Linked DNA regions of Mus musculus: region 1 is linked to region 2. Evidence: chromatin contacts called from public Hi-C data. All regions are on one chromosome and are shown on one strand. The core of a region is the stretch at or near the end of the contact, and the rest is flanking DNA. Distances in the headings are between cores, read along the strand shown.

Region 1 (3,533 bases), core at 67-2,566, 290 kb before region 2:
GAATTTGAACACAAGGGGAGCTTCCAGACTCAAACATTGATCACTGTTTACTGCAATTATCTGATTAGTATTCAGACTCATTAAAAAACAGGTGTTTTAAATTTAATCAAAGAGATCATATAGCTTCAATATATCTTTGTCAAAGCTATCAATCAATCCCCACGGTTTCAGAAAGGGAAGGTGTGTAAAACCCTGAGTTCAAATCTACATCTTGCTTCTGAAGGTGAGTTTAGTCATCAGTGAAATTGGGCAGTACTGTTTTTCTGCAAAGATATCTTATGGGTTTGTGACTACAGGTGGAACAACAGCACAGATGATTGTCACCTGACTTTCACTCATGTCATTTCTAGTGCAAAATACTCTAGCAATTCATTGATTGCTCTGTGTTTCCTTATCTGTAAAGAGCCTACCACAGAGAGTAACTGTGAAGACACAGGAATTAGTATGCAGACAGTGAAGAAAAATGGTCATGTAACTAGTATTGTTATGATAAGCTCTGAAAACATTTTTTGGTTTTTTGTTTTTTTTTAACCAACACTGAAAAATATACATCTTCCCGCAGAGATACTGGGTAATTATCTATCCCAAATCTTTCCTAGCCACAAAATATACGTCTACTTTTTACAGAAGTTATTAATAGTCTATATCAGTGGTTCTCAAACTTCCAAATGCTGTGGCCATTTAATATATATTCCTTATATTGTGGTGACCATACCCCCAAATATAAAATTATTTTGTTGCTATTTCATAACAGCTAGTGTCATGAATCATAATGTAAATAATTGATATCCAGTATATCAGATGTGTGGCCCCCAAGGGATTGAGACCCACAGGTTGTGAACCAGTGGTCTATATAAAGAGTGATGTCAACTTACAGACATTATCCACCAGAAGTTCTCTAGAGATAAATGATAGAAAAAGTTATCAAGGTCTATGTGCTCGGTAAATATATATACAATTGGAAAGGTAGTGATTTTTGATACTAGATGTTTTAAGGGACCTCTGGGTACTACTCGGGTCTAATAAATACGGTAGACGCTTAGGAAGATTTCTCCATGAAGCCACTTCTGGATCCTCTGAGGCATAAATAATCTCCTTCTACTCTCAAGTCCTTATCCACTCAATTGCGCCTGCTTTCTATTACTGTCTCCTACTGCTGCCTGCTCTTTTCTCGTGTTATGCACTGTCCTACAAGCCATTACAAGGGCTCTGCAACACAATATTCTTGTAATTAACTGCTCAGTGTCTGTTCCCATCCACAGCAGCTGTGCCTGAGCTCCCAGAGGTGGGAAAGAATGAACACATCGGTTTAGAGCTGTTATTCCTTGCACACTTCCAGAAGTGCGTTCTGTTTAGGCCATACAAATGAATATGCAGAAGACCAAGAAACATTTGAGGACGTCTGTGGTAGGAAGGGAAATTTCACGTAGTTAAACTAAATTCTATAAGAGAGTTATAAGAAGTCAGATTTTGTGCAGAAAAGGAGAGAGATAGAGCCCTCACGATCATGGGGTTGAAGGCATGTGCCTGCTCAGGTTGTTTAGTAGGGTGAACTTGATTTTATACATCATCTCTACCTACAAAGGCATGGTGACATGAGAAGGAAGCAAAATCCTTTATAAAAATGAAAACTACCTAGTTAGTCCCTCCTCAAGGAAGAAACTAGAAGTGGAAGGGATATTCCAGCACACAATGGGCCCAATGTGTTCTTCTGCTCTAAGAAAAGGAGCTGGGCATTGTAGCTCTTGATTTTATTAAGAGCCTCTGGGGAGCGAAACAGGAGGAGCGCCATGAGGCCAGGCCAGCCTGCACTTCACAGTGAACACTTACCAAACACACAGGGAAGCAAACAAAGCAAAAACAATGAAAAACACAAATAGATCATCAGGTCATATCAGCATCTTCTGTAAAAAAATGAATTTGAAAAAAAAATGGATAGCTATGAAGCAGACTAAAAATATTTAAAAACTCTATTCAGTTTAGCATTAAATGAGACAATACTAAACAACTGGATTAAAACACTACCTAGAAAGTCCCCCAATACATTGTACATGCAGCCAAAAGTGAATATGGCAGAGGTTTGATTTGGTTTAAAATGAAAACAGAACAAACAGGTTTTGGTGGAGGCGGGTCTAGATTTGGAGTCTGGCTTTACTACATCATGTGGGATGTGGGATAAATCATCTTTGGTAAGATTCAAGAATAAAAGTACCTGGGAGAGGCCCAGGCTAAAAGAGATGTAGATCACAGCTCACAGTCGACATCAAGACTCTTGTATGTCTCCACAGCTTTTTTCCTGCTTACACTGTGGAACTTATTAAGGGGTATTTTATAGGTTGATATTTAACCCCTCATCAACACTATTTAAGAGAGCAGACTAGTATTTCTCAAGCAGTCACAGTCCGTTTATATACATATATTACCTCATGTACTGTTTGCAATCTACAGGATTAACTGTTCTCATCAAACACCTTTCACTGAAAAGGTTGGTGCTCTGCTTTAAAACTCGTGTCTGGATACACAAACACAGACACACAAATGTATGATGAAGCAAAGCAGTTTGTAACCAGGAAAAGAGAAACCAGAAAGCCCAACACGATCATATCACCCTTGTGCCAAAAGTCAGTCTACCTCTGGCCTAAATATCGTATTTGCTCCTCTAATAACTGACTATTATTCCAGTACCAGAGACAATGTTAGCTAATCAATCCCTTTCCCATTCCTCAGGACAGCAGTGAAAGATATTTGTAGATTTCGCTCTGTACAGATCTTAAACCAACCAAGGATGTTGCCAGAGTATATACTCATAACCCCAATAGCAAGTAAAAATAACTAAACAAGACAAAATCAACTTTGGTGTATGTTAGCAGTCCTATCAAAGAAAAAAATGTGGTTATACTTGCTCAGCTACAATAGGACATGGATGTGTGCACATGTACACACACACATACAGACACACAGTGAGAGAGAGGAAGAACTATAATAATACTATCATGCTGAGTATTTTAAAGGTGCACTAATACGAATACTTTACAACATTACATTTAATGCAATAAAATTTGGATTGTATGATCTTTCTAATTAAAACAACAAGACAAACACAAACACACACTTGTGCACTCACACAAACCTAACAGCTACATCTGCATTTCCATGTCTCTGTCTTTGCACAGACCTCTGGAGGTGCTCTATCTGTTTACCAAGACCACACCTCAGCCACACAGCTCAGATCTAAAAGTATCCTGTGGGTTTTCGCAGCAAGCTCGAGAGCAGTCAGCTCCAACAGGATAGGGCCAGACAACTCCAGAACTAACAATGTAATTAGTTATAATAAGTAAATTAATACGCACATATCTCTAACCCATTATTTTTTTTTCACAAAATTGCCTTTCTTTCCTTAGTATATTTAGAATATGTTCTCTGACACTAGCTATCAATTTACTTATAGAACTAAGATGGGCTGAAATACAACACTACTAGAACCATATGAGAATGATATTTTTGTTTTGGGTTGGTTTTTGGTTTTTCAAGAC
Region 2 (3,452 bases), core at 203-2,702:
GCTGGAGTTACAGACAGTGGTGAGCTTCCATGTGGGTGCTGGGAACCCACCTTTCTCTTGTATCTCTTTTGCTAGTCCTGATATAAACACAAAGAAGATCCTATCAGGGCCTGCTCTGATCCGTGGACATGCTAGAGGAGCCAATGCACCCTAACCCACCGCTGCCCTCTTACACTCAGCCGTCAACCATGCAGTGGGCAAACCGATTTTCTACCTTTGAAAATAAAAGATCCTCATTTAGAAGTATCTTAAAGATATAATTTTTAAATAATAGAATTATCTAAAACAAATAACATATGTATTATTTTCTTGAACATTTTAAGAAGAGTATATAACCAAAGTTGTTTTGCCAAACTACAGATTAGTTCTTTCCAGCCTGTGTTGTATGTGGCTCCTACACCACCAAACATTATGTATTCCAGTAACCTTTTAGAGGGGGAAACTAAGGAATAGTAGGCCATGCCTCTGTAGTCTTCTCCGCTGCCTGAGCAGTAGCAGACCCATGTTCTGTGTTGGTTTTGTCTTTCTCCTAATAGCTTAGAGTTTCTGCTTTAGATGCCAGAGAATGGTGTCAGGAAGCCAACTAGATTGGGGCCTTTTCACTAGAAGACGGCTTTTCTTCACATCTCCTTTCCACACCACCAGTACTTAGAGAGTACTTAGGCAAACATGTGGAAGAGTGGCACTACTCTATCTAGGAGTCCCACCTGGTAACGTCCATGGGCATTCAGGACAGTTGGGGGCCTCAGGAGACTGTGAAGTCACCTTGTTCTGGTCCAAGTTTCCACAAAGAGCCTTTCCTACTTTTTACAATGGTGCTTAAGTCCTAGCAAATGCCACAGAAGAGGGTTTGCCATTTGATGCCCTGGGAGCACTCGTATGAAATAAACACCACCTTCTGTGTAAGTCTTGGGTGGCTCTTGCAGCCAGTATTAGACTAGATGCTTACACCTAAGTACTGAAAGAATACCTCTATGCTTGAGGAGCATAGATTGTATACAAATATATTGTTAATCTGTTATGTACTGTCTTAATTCCTACACTGCCAGTATAATATAACTAATTTTGATACTTATATTTTCATATGAAAATTAGTTATGGAGGTTTCCAGTAGATATCACTTTAATCAGTTTTTAAACTAAGAAACATTTATAAAGAAAAAAAATATATATATATATACTTCCTTTTTCCTAGCCTCTTTCTTCCTTGTTACTATATTTGTTCATGTTTGGTGCATAGAACTGAGTAAAATGTCAAAGTTCTGAATTTCATCAAGATGTATATATTTGGTGTGGCACCTTACAGCACTTTGAAATACCTCACATTTATGAAAATAGATAGCAATTAAGTTATTTAAAAAAACAAAACAAAACAAGAATTCATTACAATTTCAGCCATATCCTTTTACTCCCATGTATGGCCAAAGAGGAAGTGGTCCCTGGTTCTTCTCTCCTGGGGACAGATTCATCTATCACCTTTGCAGTTCAGTGTATCTGCTTGGTTATGGAGTCTGCTTCTTGGACTCAAAACAAGTCAGATCTTTTTGGTTTCATTGGGTTGGGTTGGGTAGTTTTTTGTTTGTGGTGGATTTTGTTTTGCTTTATGTTGGTTGTTTTGTTTGTCTGTCTGTTTCCTGATTTGAAGAGACTCTCTCCAGGCTTCCCTCATCCTAGCAGAAATGAGACAAGTGCTCACCCTGACTGATTAATGAAGCATTGCCCACCCTACTTCAGAGCTCTCACTGTCCCGTGAGAGGTGTTACCCTCCCAGTGCATCTATCTGTGTATGTGAATACTGTGTGTGTGGGCTGACCAGGAAATCTCCCTCGAGGATTGGTCGGAGTACAACGATTGATTAATTCACTGACCACACCCAAGAGTCATGTGGCTTGGCTGCCCAAGCCACTAATCACACAGTTGGTTTTTCTGGCTTAGCCAGCCAGCCATCATCCTGAGTCATCTGTTTATCATAAGTAATCAACTGTAATCAGAGGGCCCACTGAGTAAAAGAGTAACTCAGCCAGGGGAAACTCAAAGTGTTTATAAATTACCTCCAAGAACAGAAGGCAATGACCAATCAAATTCTCTGTTTCCCCTTTCTAAGAAAGTTGAGAACAAATGTGGAGTCACCTATTAGAGAAGGTGTGTGTTCTTTTTATTTTTATTTTCAATGTATGTGCCCACTCACATACTTTTCTTGTTCTTTCATCTCAAACCTATGCTTTCCTGTCGTATGCCAGCCCAAAACACTGTTAGACTAGGTGAAGGCATTAAAGAACCGAACACCTTGTAGGTGATCCCTGGTTCTAGGAATGGAAAGCAAAAGGAATAGAAGGTCCTGTTGCCTCCTTGTGGGCCCTGTGGGCCACTGCCATAATTGTGCTAGGAAGGTGGTCTATGCTAGAGAGTCAGCCTAGGGTTCCCTGACCAAGACAAGCTAGCAGATTCTTCTGTGCTGTCGGCCTTGTTTTGATTTTGTTTGTTAATACAGCCATTTTCTGTGACTTCTTCCTATATAACATCAGGGCTCTGTTTTGTTTCCTTCTGCTAAATGGTTTCTAAATGCTTCTGCCCTACATTGACAGATTTTGTATTCTTACAATTTCTACCCTAACTCCCATTTTCCTTTTCTACCTCCGTGTCAATCCGCTGTGACTCTGCACCTGCAGCTTTATTAAAGTTCCCTACATTTCCAGCTTATGAATAAAGATGAAAGACCATGCACTGGCCCCGCTGCCACTCTGCACCTCTGAGACAAACAGCCAGCTTGTTGCTATAACTCATTGCCCAATGCATGAGCTGATCTTGTATTCTTACCACTGTGGTTCTTATCCACGCCAATTTTATAATGAAAATCTCAACTCGTTAGACGAACTGCTTAGAGAAATTCAAATATATAACATCTGTGACATTCGCTTTATCTCTCCACTCTGCCAGCCCACAAATAAAGCCTAATATATAGCCCAGCATGAAATGTCTTAGAAAAATAAAACCGCAAAGCTAATGAGCTTTGATTTGCACTTCTGTTTGATACTCACTGTGGACTGACTCCTGATGTTATCTCTTTGTTCATAAATGACTCTAAACATATGCTACAGCTAATTATATCAGCTGCTAAGCTGTATAAAGAGAAGGACGAAGAAAGAGATGTAAGGGGGAAGAAAATAGACATTTCCTGATAGCCCAAAGACCCCAGGCTCTTTGTCCACCTTGGTGCCTGGTCAGCAGGTGGTGGCACGTTTGTTATGGAAGACAAACAGGAAGAAATTAAAGCTTAGTTTTGGTTTTGGTTGTCTTGTGATTAGTTTTTTTTGGTCCTAGTGGGGTTTGGTGTGATTTGTTGTTACTGTTGTTTTGCATTCAAAGAAAACAGCCATGAGAGTGGAGTGTCAGGACACGGTGTCCACCTTGGCTTTTCTTCTCTAAAGGATGTGGGAAAGCTGAGGCCATCTC

What was found. A called contact is a pair of places that touch in the nucleus more often than the background predicts.
Region 1: a contact with region 2 is called in a Hi-C map of the N1E-115 cell line, with 7 times the contacts expected there. The contact joins two enhancer-like sites. A contact is called at or near these places in 2 of 484 Hi-C or Micro-C datasets (the N1E-115 cell line and bone marrow-derived macrophages).

The regions. Positions count from the first base shown.
Region 1 is chr12:40,632,069-40,635,601 of GRCm38.p6, reverse strand. All of the region lies in intron 5 of Dock4 (dedicator of cytokinesis 4), which reads right to left. Among named protein-coding and RNA genes, the nearest start is that of Dock4, 190 kb to the right of the region's middle. Within about 2 kb of position 1,316, at least 5 of the 459 cell types and tissues checked have an H3K27ac peak or open chromatin away from gene starts, as enhancers often do. A contact at or near this core is called in the N1E-115 cell line, where this site is marked.
Region 2 is chr12:40,346,846-40,350,297 of GRCm38.p6, reverse strand. The region is part of intron 4 of Zfp277 (zinc finger protein 277); the gene reads left to right. Among named protein-coding and RNA genes, the nearest start is that of Gm40406, 97 kb to the left of the region's middle. Within about 2 kb of position 1,452, at least 32 of the 459 cell types and tissues checked have an H3K27ac peak or open chromatin away from gene starts, as enhancers often do. A contact at or near this core is called in the N1E-115 cell line, where this site is marked.